Linked DNA regions of Mus musculus: region 1 is linked to region 2. The links are chromatin contacts, called in public Hi-C maps. All regions are on one chromosome and are shown on one strand. Each heading gives the region's core, a stretch centred on a gene start, on an enhancer-like site or on the middle of the called end of the contact. The rest is flanking DNA. Distances are from core to core; before and after follow the strand shown.

Region 1 (4,234 bases), core at 26-2,525, 430 kb before region 2:
ATTTGGGTTTTGCTTGGCAGCCCCAACCTGTATATTCTGTAGGGTTTTTTGTTTGTTTGTTTGTTTGTTTGTTTGTTTTTATTGAAATTTTTGGTACCATTTTGTTTTATCAGAGTTTGATTTGATGCTTCATCATGGACAGGGAACAGTTAGCCTGTTAGTCATCCCTAGCTACTTACTTCCTGCTGGAATCACTTACGATGAAATCTACGGACAGAAATATAGGTCTTACATGTGTATTTAATGGGGTTAGAGAATAGTTAGGCTTAGAATTGTTGTAAGAAAGTAACACTTGTTTTAGAGTGCTGTTTAGAATTCCAGGGATGGTCCCCATTGTCTAAAGCAGGCAATCGGAACGGCCGTAGCATCCAAGCCTGAATATTTCTGAGAGGAAGCGTGCCGAGTGAGAGACCTTCTACCAAGGAGTAGGACATCCTAGAATTGTTGTTGTTTTCATTGTCTTACCTTGTAAAGTTTGCCCTGTCAAGTTCCCCTTGCGCAATCTCCATCAGCTGTTGTGAGTCATACCTTTGCCCAATCTAGCTTCTTCGGTATTAAAAAATTCAGCTGGGTATCTCCTCGATACGGCACAAAAAAGGAGAACTCTTCCTCCCCCTCTATGTGCACAGTGCTTTGAAAAGGCCAGTGTTCTCACTACAGTGGCTTTCAGAGACCTCATCTAGCAGTAGTCTAGTTGTGAGATGGAGACACTCTGTAGCTCAGGATATTGATTTTTGTTTTTTGTTTTTTTTTTCAGCTGAAGTAGAGGAAGATAGAAACCTCCTGTGTGTGCAAGCACTTGCCCAGCCAGCAACTGTTGGGTGCATATTTCAATAATAGTTACATGAAATTTTTAATTATCATTTAATTTAGTTTTTATATTTGCCCATGGAAATGATCGAGTTGATAAGATTTTGGAAAGAGATAAACTTTATTAAGCAATTCCGATCTCTGTGCCAGTGGGTTTTTTTTTTTTTTTTCCGATGAAAAATGCTTGTGTTACATGTGAAGGGGAGAGGACTTGAGGATTAGTTATGTGAGTGCGGTAGGGGTGTGTGTCTCTACTACTTACCCTTGGGTTTGGGATTTGGGCTGTGCTGAGGCTTGTTAGCAGGAAGACCCTGTACTGAATCCTGATGGGTAGCTCTTCTCTTTGTCTTCAGTTTCTTCTGTACATATGTATGTGGACAGGATGACCTTCATTTTGTTCCATGTAGAAGGGAAGGTATTTGTGGGAGAGGATACTGCTGTGAGCTGAAACTCTGAAGTCAAGGGAAGTGGTTTAAAGTTTATCAAAGGAAATGAAATGGTTTGCCCTTTGCAGCTGTTGCTGCTGGTGTGTGTGTGTGCGTGCGTGTATGTGTCTATGTGTGTGTGGTATGTGTGTATGTGTCTTTTGCATGTTTGCCTTCTTCTAGCCAAGGTCTTTTGTTAGGAGATAGCCCAGGCTGTCTCTTACCTTGTAACCTTCCAGCTGTAGCCTCCCAAGTGCTGGATTACAGTCCTGCACTGCCATTATCAGTGCTGATCCTTAGTACTTACAATGGGTTTAGTTAGGAATTTTCTTAACATCATATACAACTTATAATATTTGCAGCGCTGAAACCTAATTATGACCATTTAGTGTTTCTAGGAGTATATGAACTGTCTGTTCTAGCTAATTATAAACACCTGAACTTATGCATTAATGACAGACAAGTTACTCCTGAAGATGTCGTCATTAAGATTCACAACCTGTATTTTGGAGTTTGAGAAATTTAAGGTGAAATGTTTAGCTCCCTCTTCTGGCATAGTTTTGAAAACTACTTTTACTTCAGCCACCCCCACCCCCTTTCTGAATAAGAACATGGTCATCACTGTAATGTTGTCAGAGGGAGGCATTTGAGATTGTCATCCTATTTGATCGTTTGTATTGTTGCCATTGGTAAAATATTCACATAACATATGAAGACACAGCATATCACAATACTTGGTTAAGAGCATTTGTTGCTCTTACAGAGGATCCAGGTTTAGTTCCCTGCACCCACATCTGTAACTCCAGTTCCAGGGAATCTAATGCATTGTCTTTCCTCAAAAGTACCAGGCACACAAGTGGTGCATATACATCATATACATAAATGCCAGCAGAACACTCATACACATAATATGAAATAAATCTTAAAACCATTTGAAGTCTCTCTTTTCCTACCCATATATATATATATATATATATATATATGTATACACACACACAAATATATATATATGTATATATATAAATATATACACACACATACACACATATGTGTGTGCGCGCACGTGTGTGTGTGTGTGTGTGTGTGTGTGTGTGTGTATGTGTGTGTATGCATGCATATGCAAGCAAAGATTTTTGACAACATTTACACAGGGGCTAAATTTGCTGTTGGGTGGCCAGTGGTCATTTGTGTTGGCTTGCAGTGATACCTTGGCATTGATAGAACTCAGTGCAAGGGCACAAAAGAACACCAAGCTACTAGGAAGTCAGATATATCAGTTATGGACCATGTACCATGGTAACAGCCTATCTCAAGATTTTATCTAGTCTCGCCTACCTGAGCAACAGTTCTTTCATAATAATGTAGAAGCCAGACTTGCTTTCAGAGTCTCTGGACTTCCCTGGTTGTGTTCAGGACATGGGGCTGAAGCATCATCTCTTTATTCTCCCTGAACATGCAAGCTCTAGGCTAGCCTGGAGCTCCTCCACCTAGGCCCAGCCTGTACTCCGAGGTGCCCTAACATAGGGCAGTCTGTCCTTGGAAAGATGCCCCAGAGGGGAGAACATCAGAAGCCCGTTGCTAGGGGATTCTGGGATTCTTGGTGAGCATTCAGAGAGTTCTCTCTGGAAGGAAACAACACATATGTCTCTGGGGCCCCAGCACTGTGCAGCCTGGCATAGGAATCCCTTTAGGAGACTCCAGTTTCCTATGGTTGGGAATAATTAAATTACTTGTATTTAACTATTCTTCATTGTGTTTGAATGCGCTTGACTGCCTTGCATGAAACCTAATGTTGGAAATCTTTCTCTTTCAGCGTTGCCCCTTCCTGACCTGGCCGAGCAGTTTGCCCCTCCTGATGTTGCCCCGCCTCTCCTTATAAAGCTCCTGGAAGCCATTGAGAAGAAAGGTAACCAGACTTCTTACAAGTTTTATTTCATGACTGTTATAATTTATAAGTATCTCTGGGCCACTCGTTATATGACTGTCTTACTAACTGCTGTGGATAGAGGCTATGTTATCCACGCACTAGTTGTATGGGGAATCTGTACTGGGAAGAAATCCTGGCTAATAATTTCTAACTCTAGGTCAGTGAGTAGTTCTCAACTTTCTTAATGCTGAGACCCTTTAATACCGTTGTAGTGATATCCAACCATAAAATTATTTTCATTGCCTCTTCATGACTGTAGTTTTGCTTGTGCTATGAATCATATTGTAAATATCTATGTCTTCCTATGGTCTTAGGCAACACCCACCAAAGTGGTCGTGTTCTACAGGTAGAGAACCACTGTTCAAAAACTAATATGTGCTTACTATGTGAGAGCTATTCAATTCTTTATAATTTAATAAAGATGATTATTAAGATCCTGCTCTTTAATAGTCCACTGGATTTGCCAAAATTATTGACATACCAGATAAAATTAATTGTTGAGGTTGGCTTCCGAGAATATTTAGTACACATCTAGAATAGATAGCGGATGGAAATTGGAATGTCCCTCTGGCAGCAGGCTCACAGGTTCTCCTGAGAGCTGTGTTTTGCATACATGGTCTGTTTTGTGTCCTAGGACTGGAATGTTCGACTCTATACAGAACACAAAGCTCCAGCAACCCTGCAGAATTACGACAGCTTCTTGATTGTGGTGAGTGTCACGGGACTATTATAAATGAGGATAAAGTTTCTGTTTCTGATGATGTACCTCACCCCCATTCATACAGCACTGTAAATCTCAAAGGGATTTCCAACTCACATGCAGGAGTTCCTTCTGCCCCATTACATTAGCATCCACACCTTAGCCATAGGGCTTCTGAGTTGGGACTGGAATATAAGCTCTCAACCCTTTCCACATACACAAGCCCCTGGGTTGAGCAGGAATTGCAGAAACAGCCTTTTTTGGCATTTACCTGACTCTGTGTCTCTGTCATTGTCCCTGAGCCTTGCTTGTCAGCCACATCTCATTCATTTGGGTCAGCCAAAAAGATTCTAAAAGTCTGTGTCATTTAAC
Region 2 (4,034 bases), core at 857-3,356:
GATGTAGAAAGGCAAATGAAAAAATGCAGAAAGTAATTCCCCGGGTACAATTTGAAATGTACTCCACAAATATCCAAAAGAATGAGGGAATAAAAATCTGGCAATCACAGAATAGGGATAGGAAATGATGTTGAAAATCATAATTGTACACAGCTAGCTCAAAGCAGAAAGTCCAGACAGTGCCCAGGAAGCACAGAGTTGGAGAGGTAAGAGGAACTCGTTGGAACCACAGATAATCCTGGGGTGGGAAAGGGAATAATAGATGAAAAAAAGTGAAGGAGACCCAGGACTGACTGGCTCAGAACTGAGTGCAACTTAAGTACCAGCTTGGATGTAGTCCTGAAGGGTGAAGGAAGAAACCATCTGATTGCTATGAGCATTAAGTGTCCTTCCTCTGCAGTGCTGCTATTTGAGATGATGTTCTCTCTCTCTCTCTCTCTCTCTCTCTCTCTCTCTCTCTCTCTCTCTCTCTCTGTCTCTCTCCCTCTCTTTCTCTATCTCTCTCTCTCCTCTTTCTCTCCCCCCGACCTCCAATCACTCCTGCCAATGTTTACAGTATTGATTGTTCCAAGATCAACAATGCTTTACCACTTTTGCATGCCTAGATAAGAAAACTATTAAAAACTGTAAGAACTCGAGGAAAGCAAATCAGAGGGATAATGAGCTGGAGGCTGTGATGGACAGAGGAAATGAGAGCCAGATTGGCTTAAGCAATCACATTTCCAGCACAGACCCAAAGAAAATCAGGCATATTGTGTGGGACAAACAAATTCCAATTAGAGAATAGATTCCAGCATTGACCTAATTATCTAGTGTCCAGTTCTCGTTTTTATGGGATGAATCCAGGCGAGTAAAATAAATTCTTGGAGCCAAAGTCACCCCTTCTAATAATGAAAGTTGCTTCCTTTTTTCTTCCTGAAGTCCCAGATGGTTAAAAAGATAAAATAAAAATCCCAGAATGTTATTTTTTGTGCAGTTTGGGCCTTAAATATAACATCTATCTGGATACTATGACTTCTGTGGGTTTATGTAGGTAATTTCTATGCCGTCAAGGGAGGTTCGAGGAATGAGTTCAAAGGAAGGGCAAGAAGCCTCAACTTTGAAAGGATAAAGCACCGGTAAAATCGATTGCTCCTAAGTAAATTATTAGTTGATCGAAGAGGAAGGATTAAAGCTGAATACTGGGAGGGCCTCGGTAAGCTGAGCGCTTGTGATCCAAGTGTTCCCGAGAAACCGTCTCTAAGCTAAAAGGGGGTAGGAGAGAAGCAACTGTAGTCAACTGTAATATAGCAAGTATCTGTCACGTGATTTAATTACAGAAATGAAAGCAACCCAGGAATTATGTGGTCTATTCAAGCCTGCAAGGAGCATGAACAAAGAATATAATTATACATCAAGCCTGTTGATTAAACAATTACTATTTAAAGCAGATATAGATTTAAAATTAATTTGCTTCTGCATTCTGAGGATTTGGGGACCAAGATAAACAGTGTTTGAAGTTTAATTATCTGTATGTGTGTAAGATGAAGGGGCTCATTTCAATTTGGTTAGTGCTGCGGAGCATTTTGGATGGTATAAAGGGACACAGCCAACACCGTGGCAAGTCTCTGCAGCAACGAAACGTGTGATTAAACCTAGCAAGAAGCCCTGCTCAACCTAATCCCCAGAGAATGGGGGCATAGTGCACGAGACATTGTCCAACTGCACATTAACATTCAAATGACATTAGTATGAAGTTTACCTAGAGGGTGAATACACTATCTCCAAGAGAATAGACAAAGGCCAAGCACACAGCCCTAGCTCCACCACAGAGACAGCTGGGGAGTGGATACCTTTACAGGGGACCAGACATATAGGACACCTATCTGCCAGCTACTTTAATTAGGGTGACTCCTATCAGTGGCCACAAGCACAGTGTCCCAGAGCAGAACTGCAGAGTTGAGAGGTGGGCACGATGCAAGGGTGAGTTGGGTTTGGCGTGAGAGACAATAAACAGAGAACAGAGCATTCTGAAGTTAAGGAATGACTTGCTGTTGTGAGGCATGGAGTCGTCTCTGTGTCTGCACACACAGTACAAACCACAATAGATGAGATTTCCTGTCCTCAAGCCGAGATCACCAGATGTCATGAAGGGAACATGCGCTTAGTGACCTAGTTGTATCTGAAACCTCCAACCCCACCACCTTTGTCTCAGGATAGCATGGCTGCTACCCATCTTCTTTTGTACCCTCCATCCAAACACTACCTCCAGCCATGGCGACTTTCCAGCAGATGTCCACCTTTTTGCTCCAAGTTTATCCATTTGCTTCTTCCCACTGTCTTGGAACAAAATTTCACTCCTCTGCTTCAACCAGTTGGAATCTCCTCATCATTCAGATTTCTCTTCACCTCACCTTAGGTAGTAACTAAAATTTGGGTTTGGATGACAACCATCTAGGTTCAAAATCCAAACTCTACCACTTATCATTCACATCACTTTTGTCCGCTGAGATTCCTTTTCTATGAAGCAGCTGTGACTAATATCTATATCATGGGGTTGTTACACTAGCCCATGAGTGAATGCATGAGATGCTCTCAAAACAGAGCCCATATTGTGGGAAAACCTTGGGAAATTGCTCTCCAAGCATAGGTCCTAAAGGTCTCTTGCAGTAAAGTATTTGGGATCTAAAACGCTTGGTCCCCAGCTCAGTGCCATTAGAAGGTGCTACATCTTTAATGTCTATGGCCGAATAGGAGGATGTCTTAGATTGCTGGGGGTGTGTGTTTTCCCAGCACACAGTAGAATCCCAACTCCTTGTGATCTTTCTTTTTGTTCCCTGGCATAAAGCAAATGACTTGGTTCCATTGCATGCCCTCCTGGGCATGCCCAGCACAGGCACAAAGGCAAAGGAGCAAAATGACCTTGACTAAAATACCCACCTTGGGAGCCAAAATAGACCCTTGTCCATCTGTTTACTGCCTCACCTTTTTCACAGAAACATAACTAACACACCTCCATTTACCGCACTTGCAATTTTAGGTTTGTATGATTCTTCTTAGCACACTTGTCTTTCCACTAGAACAAAAGCCCCATGGGGCAGAAATTTGCCTGTTCGTGAATCCATACGCCAGACTTTGTCCCTAATAGGACAGACAAACACTTCTGAGCAATAGTTGAGTGAAAATGTTAGTTCCTGGTATGCAACAGAGCCTCAGTAAATACTGTCAAACAACAACCCATTAATAATGCCACTGATAAGCCAAAGGCAAATTTTTATTCTCATTTACTTTGCCCAGTGGTTCTCAAGTAAGGGTGACTTCTGTCTCCTAATCTACATATAGGCGTAGCACGGTGCTACTGGCATCTCCTGGGGGCTGGCTAGGGAGGCTACTAAGTAATAGTGAACATTAAAGCAACCCCACCACAGGGATTGATTAATTAGCACAAACAGCAATGGTCCCTAGGCTTAAAGAACCTGAACTCTGCATTTGTCATTTTTCTCTAAATGTTTAATTCAGCAGTTGGAGTAAAGGATAGCAGGCAAATCTAGTCTGCCAGGGACAATTATCCTCAACCCTGGCCTGGCTTACTTTTTAGGTTACAAGGCTATTCTTGCCCTTCCCTATCACCCTCAAGCCCTACAGGCCTATCTGGGCACCCTCTCCCCTCAGCATTCCTGTGCCAGTCGTGAGACAAAACATGAGAATATGGGCCCTTTCCTTTGGGTCAGTCATCTCCATCAAACCTAGTCACAGCAAAACTCTCAACAGATGGAACTTGTGAACACAGCTACTTGGTTTTCTGAGCAGAATGGATTTGAATAAAGACCATGAAGTCAGAGACAGGGTGTAGATCAGTGCTGACATGCACAAGTTGCCATGCATAAAACAGAGTCAAGACAAAGAGGACTCACCGCGACAGTAAGTGCTGTGCTCAAAATCTATCAAGACATAGTCACAGGGATGAATTACAGGATCGGAGGGAAAGTGGAATAAATTATTCTGAGTTGGAGCTCAGATAATATCAGATGTTCCATAGCTCTCAAGTGTTAGAT

Evidence for each region. Hi-C and Micro-C count contacts between places; a contact is called where the count stands out from the background.
Region 1: a Hi-C map of double positive thymocytes shows a contact between it and region 2, with 2.2 times the contacts expected there. The contact joins two enhancer-like sites. A contact is called at or near these places in 1 of 484 Hi-C or Micro-C datasets (double positive thymocytes) and 1 of 115 datasets of contacts at active chromatin or transcription factors (kidney).

Annotation. Positions count from the first base shown.
Region 1 is chr13:101,708,557-101,712,790 of GRCm38.p6, reverse strand. It overlaps Pik3r1 (phosphoinositide-3-kinase regulatory subunit 1), which reads left to right. Exons shown (of 16, transcript NM_001077495.2): 3 at 3,049-3,141; 4 at 3,797-3,871. Among named protein-coding and RNA genes, the nearest start is that of Pik3r1, 58 kb to the left of the region's middle. Within about 2 kb of position 1,275, at least 33 of the 459 cell types and tissues checked have an H3K27ac peak or open chromatin away from gene starts, as enhancers often do. A contact at or near this core is called in double positive thymocytes, where this site is marked.
Region 2 is chr13:101,283,988-101,288,021 of GRCm38.p6, reverse strand. The region is part of intron 2 of Gm36427 (a long non-coding RNA gene); the gene reads left to right. All of the region lies in intron 5 of 4933416M06Rik (RIKEN cDNA 4933416M06 gene), which reads right to left. Among named protein-coding and RNA genes, the nearest start is that of Gm36427, 20 kb to the left of the region's middle. Within about 2 kb of position 2,106, at least 9 of the 459 cell types and tissues checked have an H3K27ac peak or open chromatin away from gene starts, as enhancers often do. A contact at or near this core is called in double positive thymocytes, where this site is marked.